2 separate regions of the Macaca mulatta genome follow, and region 1 is linked to region 2. The links are chromatin contacts, called in public Hi-C maps. All regions are on one chromosome and are shown on one strand. Each heading gives the region's core, a stretch centred on a gene start, on an enhancer-like site or on the middle of the called end of the contact. The rest is flanking DNA. Distances are from core to core; before and after follow the strand shown. Region 1 holds the start of LOC114670824. Region 2 holds the start of ALG10 (dol-P-Glc:Glc(2)Man(9)GlcNAc(2)-PP-Dol alpha-1,2-glucosyltransferase).

The links. Hi-C and Micro-C count contacts between places; a contact is called where the count stands out from the background.
Region 1: a Hi-C map of fetal cortex germinal zone shows a contact between it and region 2, with 4 times the contacts expected there. The contact joins the promoter of LOC114670824 here to the promoter of ALG10 in region 2. A contact is called at or near these places in 2 of 14 Hi-C or Micro-C datasets (fetal cortex germinal zone and fetal cortical plate).

Annotation. Positions count from the first base shown.
Region 1 is chr11:36,901,288-36,906,208 of T2T-MMU8v2.0, reverse strand. It overlaps LOC114670824, which reads right to left and starts at 1,824. Exons shown (of 2, transcript XM_077953186.1): 1 at 1,392-1,824. The coding sequence starts at 1,748. CPNE8 (copine 8) reads left to right here and starts at 345. Exons shown (of 20, transcript XM_077953184.1): 1 at 345-476.
Region 2 is chr11:36,318,475-36,323,411 of T2T-MMU8v2.0, reverse strand. ALG10 (dol-P-Glc:Glc(2)Man(9)GlcNAc(2)-PP-Dol alpha-1,2-glucosyltransferase) reads right to left here and starts at 3,372. Exons shown (of 3, transcript XM_001086837.5): 1 at 3,063-3,372; 2 at 1,671-1,868. The coding sequence starts at 3,233.

The sequences.
Region 1 (4,921 bases), core at 575-3,074, 580 kb before region 2:
TACATGAGTCAACATTTATCAAATGAGGGACGCACTTTATGTGCAGTTCATTATATATCAGTTATATCTCACTAAAGTGGAAACAAATTAGAAGTAAGTATCCCACATGTTGACTACTAAAGTTCTCAACTTTCATTTCTTCAGTAGGCTCCTGTAAAGTAAAAAATCTGGTGAGCTTAAACAAAAAATCTAGATTTCTATGCCAAATTAATTTTGAGCAGCATAATAGAAATGCCTGGAGTTTTAGGGCATTTCCAAATCGCAGTAAAGTACAGTTTAATTTGTAATAGGACAAGAGGAAGAAAAAAAAGAAAAAGAAAAAGCGGTGGGTGGGGAAATCAGGAAAGGAAACCAAATAGAAACAGGGGAAGTACACTCGGCAGGGGAAGCAGCGAGACTGCACCTACACACTCTCACCCGCCTCTACAGATTCTCTAGGCAGGGGCTACAAGTGGATTAAAATGTTACAACTCAAGGTAAGTCCTCCACCGCAAAAACTGCTCCTCCCAGACTTAGCCCAACCAGCTGGAAACTCCATGCTTGCAGCGCTGAATCTGGCGGGCGGACACCCGCCCCCTCTCCATCCTTCGCCTTCCAGCTGCGCCGCGTCCTGTTCTCCCTCGCCGCCTGGTGGCGGGCGCCCGGGACCCGCAGGCGCTCGGGTGAGGCAGGACTGAAGGCGCGGGGAATAAAGGTCTCTGCAACGGAGGGGCGCCGCATCTACCTCTGGATGCTTTTGCCGCGACTGCATCTTGGCACCAGTCTTACTGCCCTGGAATGCAGTTTCCTCAACGCAGCGCTCACTCTGACTCCTCTCTGCTTTAATCCGTCAGGTCTCAGGTCTTGCGGGTGGGAGTCGGGTGAAGGAGCTGCGTTATATGGTTGTGACACCCACCCCCTGTCCCCATTTTCAGGTCAGAATTTTCATGCCTTTGGAAACGAGGGACCCAGAAGAACCCTTATTGTAGGAGGATTGTCGCCGTTAGACCTCTAAGCTCCAAAAAACCAAGGGGAGACACAATCCAGATTGTTCCCTTAAATCCCAAGTAGTATTGTTCTTTCCTCCTTAGAGTCCGCCCCCCGCCCCCACCTGTCCCATATATTGATCGGCCACTTTGCCACCGCGTTGCAAGGTTTGGAGAGCGTCACAATGCCCCACCGTCCCCAACTCTTAAGTGGCCGACGGTGGGCAGTCCAGAAGCTAGGACCAGACTCATCTGCCTGAGGGCACAGTAGGAGGGACGGAGGGATCTCCCATGAGCTCCGAGGGCGAGGTGAGAACCAATTGTGGGGGGGGGGGCTTATAACGGGGCAGTTAGGAACCGGCAGAGGTACCCCCACCTCCAGCTTTCAACTCAGGCGAGGAAACTTCGAGACATTCCCGTCCACACCTGATTGACAGGAGGAAGCTGTCGCGGCCCAGGAGGCGAGTGTGGGTGTGCAGAGGTAGAGACGAAACCTAAAAGCTCGCAGAGCCGGCGAGGGCTTGCAGTCCTGGACGGTACGGGTCTGCGTCTGGTGCCCCCTACTCCATCAGGCTGCTTGCTGGGTCCACCAAGCCTGACCCCTCCAGCCAGAAGGGGATCACGGAGTGTGTCCGCCGCCTGGGCTCCTGCCTGCCGGAAGGGGGCTGGGAAGCCGGGAGCCCCGCGCGCCACTTCCCCGGCAGCGTCAGTTTCACCCAGTACTGGCTCGTGGTTCCCTCCTGGCTCTGCGCGGAAGTCCGCCTCCGCCCTTCCCTCCCCCATCCTGCGCGCTGCCTCCGCCTCCTTCTTCTGCCTCCACCCTCAACCCCCATCCCAGCCTGACGGGAGCTAGCCCTCAGTCCTCCCGAGCTCTGGTTGTGAGCGCCGGACAAGTGCAAGGCGCCTCCTCCCAATATGGACAGCCGCTACACCAGCACTGCGGGCATCGGGGACTTGAACCAGCTGAGCGCTGCCATCCCGGCCACGCGAGTGGAGGTGTCCGTGTCCTGCAGGTGAGGACGCAGCCCTTCGCCTCCCTCCTGCTCTCCTATCTGCGGGGTTGGTAGCACTTGGAGAGCGCTCGGGGTACCACGAGGCTTTGCGCGGGCGAGAAGTTGCCCCATGAGTGGGAAATATCTCAGCAGTGGGGCTGGAGTTATCCTGGGTCAGGTGACACAGGGGAGTGGGAATTAGAAGCGAGTGGTGGGCTCCGGGACTGGGACTTTTTATTTTCTTTCTGGGAAACGCTGTAAAAGTTGGCTGGGCTGTGACTCAGCTGCGAGAACACCGGCCGCCGCCCAATTTACAAGCCTGTTTTCCGTCCCAAACCCGGGCTAGATGGTTGCCTGATGATCGGAATCGAAGGGGACAGCACTGCCCAAAGCGCTCGTGACCGCTGCACGCTTCGGCCCGGGACTCCCTCTGCTAGGCGTGTGCGAACCTTCTGTTGCTAGGGTTGGCTCCAACCTCGGCAGCTTTCTCCCCACCCACTTCCTGGAGCCATCCAGCTTGCTTCTCCCCCACCCTTCCGGGCTTTTTGCCCGGATAGGTAGAAATTTCGGATAGGTAGAAATTTCGGCCCTCCTTGCAGACGAATGTATGCCTTACCTAAGATCTGGGAAGTCACGACTTTGTTTTGTTTTGTTTTCGGGCCCAGACACATTTGAGTGCTTGTAATAACTGACTCTCGGCCGGGCGCGGTGGCTCACGCCTGTATTCCCAGCACCTTGAGAGGCCGAGGCGGGCGGATCACGAGGTCAGGAGTTCGAGACCAGCCTGGCCAATATGGTGAAACCCCCGTCTTAACTGAAAATACGAAAATTAGCTGGGCGTGGTGGCGGGCACTTGTAGTCCCAGCTACTTGGGAGGCTGAGACAGGAGACTCGCTTGAACCCGGGAGGTGGAGGTTGTAGTGAGCCGAGATCGCGCCACTGCACTCCAGCCTGGGCGACATTGCAAGACTCCATCTCAAAAATAAATAAATAAATGAAATAAAATAAAATAAAAAATTAAAAAAATTAAAAAAAGGAAAAAAAAAAAGCTGACTTTCAACCCTGTCCAGAGACTGTAACTTGCAAACTCGTTGTCCTGACGTTCTTCCGGTTAGTTGCCCTGTAAATAAAGCAACATCACTGCTATATTGTAGACGATTTTGAGAAGGAGATAAGCGACGGTGCTAAATTGGTATTGGCCACTAGTTTGCGAATTAATATTGACCCTAAAGCCCACTCCCTTGTTTGCATAATTGGGTCTGTCTCACTGGAAAACTGCCTCCTCATTTATCTATTTTTGCCGTAAGATTGTTTTTATGCCCTCAAATCCTCCCTTTCCTTTCCTTAGCAAACTTGCCTTGAAGAAATCTAATAAATTTGGGTAATCTTGATGTAAATAAGTTTAAAATTCCATCAATCTTGACATTGCATTTTCACAAACTGACCCTAAAGCCAAAGAAATTCTTTTCTGGGGGTGGAAATTCGAGCACCAGCAACCCTAGTAGAAGTATTATTTGAGGGTAGAGGACAGCCTTTAGCCCTGAAACTATCACCTGATTGTTTGCTCTGCCGCCTCTTAAGACTGATCTGGGACTATGGAAATAATCATGCTGATAATGATAGCTAACATTAAGCTCTTGCCTTATTGCTGTCACTGTTTTAAGTGCTGCCTGAGATTTTTCTGTCAATGGAACAGGTGAAGCTGTATGGAAAACTCTTTAGAGAATTCACAGGACTTTTTCTTTTCTCTGAAGCTGGTTTTGGATGTTAGAGGGAAGTTATTGATATATACAGATAATGGATAGCCAAAAGTCCTGGAATAATAGCATTACTAAGAGTTCTTATCCTCTACTCAACAGTCTGCAAAGTCTAAATGGCATGTGGCCTATACTTGGAATGAACATAAAAGAATATTGTCAATCAAATCTGAATTTTTCCATGAGCTTTTTAAGGGAAATTTTATCTAAACTGGTCATTCTGCCAGTAGGGCCCACGTTTAATGGAGCCCCTTTTTTGATGCATGTTTTCTGTGAGTGTGCTGGGCAATTTGTTTCAGTTTGCTGCCTCGGCACCTGGAAATCCCTTGTTCCAGCTTTTTTTCATAACATTGCTTTGACATTTTATTTTTAATTTTTAAGATTTCTAATAGGAAAAAAAAAATTCCTGAAAGAGAATGCAAATACTTAGTGTCAAGCATCTCTGCCAGGGCCACTAGTGCTTAGTCTATTGTTTGAGTTGCTTCTGACTCAGCTTACTATTTACTATAAGTTTGAGATAAAAAGCATCTTTTGGGCAAACAGAAACATAATTAAATACCCAAGTTAGTGCCTTTGGAATAGGTTCAGGAATAGTTCCTGAAAAGGTGGATTAAATTTATTTTTAATACATTAAAATTCAAAAATAAAAATATTTGAGTATTGTTGGATCTTGTAACCATAGAAGGTGATTTAGTTTGGGCTTTGGCATCAGAGACCTAAGTAAAAATTCTAGCTTTGTGACTTGTTCTTGCTATCTTGGAGTAAGTTCTTATTCAGTCTGTCTAAGCATTCTTATCTCTAAAAATAAGAATAATTATGGTATTTTCCTTATATAGAGTGTTATCAAGGTGATGTGTGAAAGCACTTACACAATGCATGAAACAAAAACATGTTTTCAAAAATGTTAGCTATTATTATAATATTGGAAATAACATTTGTTGAATAAATGTGTTATATATGATTCAGGTATGGAATTCTGTAAAAGTCTTTCTCTTTTGAACTTCAATAAGTTGGTTAAATAACACAGGGATAGAACCAGCATTGGGATACCTGTTCCCTCTTTCTCTATCTTCTTTAATGTGCATCAAGAACATGTTTTGTAGAAAGTTTGTGGGGATTTCACTTAGCAACAAGGCACAGTTGAAGGCCTCTAAGCTTTACTATGGGCAGGCAGAGTAAGGAATTCCCTTGCCTTACTATACCAGAG
Region 2 (4,937 bases), core at 2,123-4,622:
TTCATGATAAAAAATGCTATTTCTGTTTACCGAATGAAGAGATTTATTTAAAAACTACTCAACTACTCAAACCTTATTTAAATAAAATTAATATTAATCTTATCTCTGGCGTTGCAAAAGCACAATATACATTTATAAGAATACTTTCTGGTACTTTTTATTTATACCTATCAGTTTGGAGAACATGTGTGTGCCAAAGCTTCTGTAGCTTAACACATTTTGAATCAGGCAATGATTAATTAAGGAGTTACTGAGTGCAAGATACCGACTAAGTTCTATGGGGACTATGGAGATAAATAGGACACAGTGCTGGCTCCATTTCCCTGAGCTTATGTTTTAGTGCCTTCAATAAGGATTCACTTAGCCATAATCACCACTTTCCTTTAAGGAAATCCTTCATAACTCTACACAAGGTAGAATGTAAACATGCATATGGTATTTTTACTACTATACCCAGACTTACTTTTTCAAGATGAAATTTTCATGATGAAATAACAGGTATTTTTCTGAAAAGTGAGCCAGTCTAAAGTTCTATATCCTCTTTTGGCCTTTCTGACATGCTATTTCAGAATTTGAAAGTGTTCTTATGTTCTTGAATTGTATACTCTACTTAATCAAAATCACCAAATCAGATCATGCCATTTCCTTGACTAAAATTAAGGTCTCTCCATTACATGCTTAAGTTCAAAGTCCTCTTGGTGACATATAAAGGCATTCATGACCTTTTTCTCTAGTCTTACATCCCTCTACTTTCTAATCCTGTAATTCCAAGACCAATTCCCTGCACCTCATTGTTCAATGCCTTTCTTCCTTTGCTTATGCTGTTTGTCTCCTCAGGATTAATTCCCCACCCTACAGCCCTATCCGTTCATCAAGACTCAGCTCTGGTACCATCTTCTTTGTGTGGACTTACTGAATGCCACCTAGTCCCCTCCCTCCCAGAAAAGCAATAAGTGTTCCCCTGCTCCTTTTCTGTATCCTCATAGCATCTTATTTGTACCACTCTATCATAATTGGCACTACTAACATCATCTCTTATGGTTAAAAATAATCATTAGAGTTAATAATTACTGAGCCCTTACTATGTATCTGGCACTATTTGAAGCATCTTCCATTTATTAAGTTTCTTTGTTCCTTTATAACAGTTCTATAAGTTATTATTCTATTATTATTCTTATTTAATAGATGAAGATATGGAGCCACTAAGCGTTAACCTGCCCATGGTGGTAACAAAACTGCCAAGTGGCAGGGAGAGAATTCTAACCCAGGCAATCTACCTCCAGGGCCTGCACTGTTATCACATCAAAAGTCCTCAGGTAAAGTGTGTTTTCCCTAATGAATATATACATTTTACAAGAAAAAGACTGCCTCATTTATCTCTGTTGTCCCAGTGCCTAGCACATGGAATAAGCTTAGTAAGTACTTATTGAACTGGTTTGACTCACTTAACAAATATTTACTTTAGATTTTACAAATAAGCTATTCAAGTGTTTAAATGCAAATTTATTCTAAAATGGAGACGGAGGATTTATGTTTACCTTTACATAATATACAAAAATACAAAGTTACAAAGTGTTAAAGACATTTTTCACCAAATCTCATTAAACTAATTCATTGTAATTGTGGACCTGACTACACATAAACTTGTAATTAAGTATTTTGAAACATACCTTGTTTCTGGGTTGTACCTTGCGGAAAAGCAAATATAGTAAATAGAAGTTGCCAACACTGAAGAGAAGATTAACAAATCTGAGCATCCCAATGGAGCAGACAACATGTTCGGACCATCCAAAGATCCAAATGGCAGGTTTGACCACTCCAACTGACACCAGGTACAAGCCAGGTAATGTAGTAATCATGGGATCCCACTTTAAAATGAAAGGAAATGAAGTAAAAGCAAGAGGTAATATGAACAAGACAGACACAAACATGTCAAGCCCACGTCTCATCTCTAGCAACAATCAGAAATTTTGAGAAGTTATTCTGACAAGATTAAGTAAGTCCTTGGCAAAACAGGATTCGTTTTTCTTATATTTTGCCCCCGGACCAGCTTAGTGATTGTTCAGATAGCAGCAACCAACAGAAAACAACAACTTAAAATCTATTTCTATTTTCCAAGAAATGTTCTTTAAAAAGTCTTTATTTTGGTAAATAAGCTGCAAATGCTCCAGTTTTTAAAAGCATGGAAACACTGGTTGGGACTCTAAGTTTAGGAAAACATTTGGTCCACAGGCTCCATGATGACAGCTAACATAAACGGAGACAGAAATTGTGCCAAACCCTCTGTATTAACGTTACAATATGCCTTATAGTAAAGATTACTGTCATTTTGCAGATAGGTAACCTGAATTTCTGAAACTCAGAACATCTCCAAGATCACAAAAGTAGTAAATCACAGCACCATGATTTAAGATCAGATCTTTCTCTGAAACAGACTTTATATTTCTAGCCAGTACCCTATATTGTGTCACCAGAAAAGCAGGCGATGTTTATTTTGATATTTATATGTACATACTTGCACAGTCAAATATATATTCAAAAATGATGTGACTGGACTGGTTGCCAGTTTATCCAGTTAACAGATAGTTCACTAAAAATACTCAGGGAAGGAATTTCTGATTATAAATGGTCACTTTTTGGTAGCTGAAGATCCCTCCAGTCCATACTATCCCACCCCTAAAATGCATAGTGAGGTGCTTGACAGGTGAGCTAAAGGTAAGTTTTCTGGTATTTCCAAGGAGCACCGCAATACCTTTACTCCCGAGACAAGGAAAGACAAAGTGGGATAGACATCGTCAGCTGCCAACAGGAGCGCTCAGTTCCCCATTAAGTATTCTCCCAGATCATTCCTTCCTGGGAGACAGATCTACTGTTTATTCATTCATTTAATAAATATTTCACAGATCTCAGAGACAGGAACAAAATTCTATACCCAGTTTCTTTCATGTTCTGGGGCTAGTGGGGTGGAACGGGACGAGTTAAGTCTAAGGATGGGAGAAGGAACTGGGGACGCTGGGACCTCTCAGGCCTCTCCTGGGGTGGGGACAGGTTGGAGACCCCACCTGGGAAAGGGAGAAATGGCCCTCACAGTAGCGTTGCGCCTGAGGCAGGTGGAAGATCTCATCCATGTAGGGCTCTCGCAGCGCCCGGCTGAAGGCGGAGAAGAGGAGGCAAGACACTAAAAAGGTACAGCTCAAGGCAGCCGAGAAATAGTAACCCTCTAGCTGCGCCATTCCCGCTCCCACAGCCGCTGCCGAAGAACCCACTCCTGGAAACTTCTGAGCCCGGAAACCCGAGCTGGAAACTTGGGCTCGAAATGGGCGCGCTAGACGTGACTAGCCAGACGGGGCCACATACCGGAAGGCAAAGGATGCTGGGAAAGCGCGGATCCGGAAAGATCGGGTCGCTGTTTCCCGGAGTGACGGGTTTAGGTAACGGACCGGATGATTACCCTGTCAATCACATTGCCCGGGCGCACAGAGTGTTAAAACTTCCGGAAAGGGCGGGTCTCGGAATTTGCCTAAGCGGGGGGTGCGTGACTTGCTGCTTTGGAAAAAAAAAAAAAAAAAAAAAAAAGCCGATTCTCAGCTTGGATCTTTTTTCCTGCTCATTTCCATCACTTACCAGAAGGTGGCGACGTTTCCCCACGTCTCCAATTCCAAGCCCTAAAATTTACACATTTTTCCCCCGTTACTTCTGTTCTTTTTATTAAACCCTCAATTCCACGACTTTTCATTCCATCAACTTTGGAGTGTAGGAAGGGGGCGTTGGTTGTGATAGCAAAGACTGAGACTTTCAGATGAAAACTTGAAGAACCAGAGACCCGTCAATGCCGAATGAACTTAAGTGAGAGGAGTGTTTGTTCGTTTGTTTGTTTAGGTTAAAAGAGAACTCTTTCAAAATGTGGATGCCCTCACAGGATTTAGTTAAACTGACATTCCTAAGGCACTCTCATAGCCATATCTCAGTACCCTGTGGGATTTGGGAAAAAAAAAAAAAAAAAAAATATATATATATATATATATATATATATATATATTTAGAATTTGGGATGTTTTAGAATTCTCTGTGCCTGTAATATCTGTAAGGCAGTGTTCTGTTTTTCCTACTAAATCATAAGCGTGAACATCTTAGTGGGATTATATATCCTTTACGTTTGTAGTCCCCCAATGGCTTTCACACAGTAGGCACTTCAATTTGTGGACTTTTATAGGCTATATAGACATCATCAAATTCCTGTATTCTGGGATTAAGTGTTGGGAACAGGAGATGAGGTAAATAATTTGAAGAATGCCAAAGTTAAATTATGTGTTGTAATTTTGTCTTGAGCATGGTTGGCCATGTTTTGCAGAAAAACTGTCTCTCAGGTAACCTCAGTCACGTTGCCTTTGGCAGGAATATATCAGAATTGAGTCAGGATTTAAGGTTGCTAACCTCAGAGTTCTCAATTGAGCTCTTTTTCTGGGTCAAAACTAATTCAGTCTTTCTGAACTTAAGAAAGTTTCTTAAATTAAGCTGACTGCCTTTCCATTCTGTCTCTGCCTGTTTCCTCAATGATAAGAGGAGGTAGTGGTGAATGAGGGCTAGGATGGGAACATTTACATTACTGGAATAAAATCATGTCAGGATCCTACTCTGATGTGATGCTTAGCTTTGTTTTAACCATTATCTCCCATTTTATTATTGAGTCCATGCTGTACTTACTGTTGAAGTCACTTGTAACACATCTCCAGATGATTCGGTCTTCAAGAGGTTGATGTGATCTACAAGTAATTAGCCCCTGACCTGTTGACCTGCTAAATCGTGTTATATATATACTCTGCAGCTTACTGACCCACCCTAGAAAAGTGGGTAGTTTTTAAAGGGAGTATAACAAGACTAGACATTTATGCTATCCATTTTTCTTCATAACAATTGCCACCAATAGTTTATGTTAA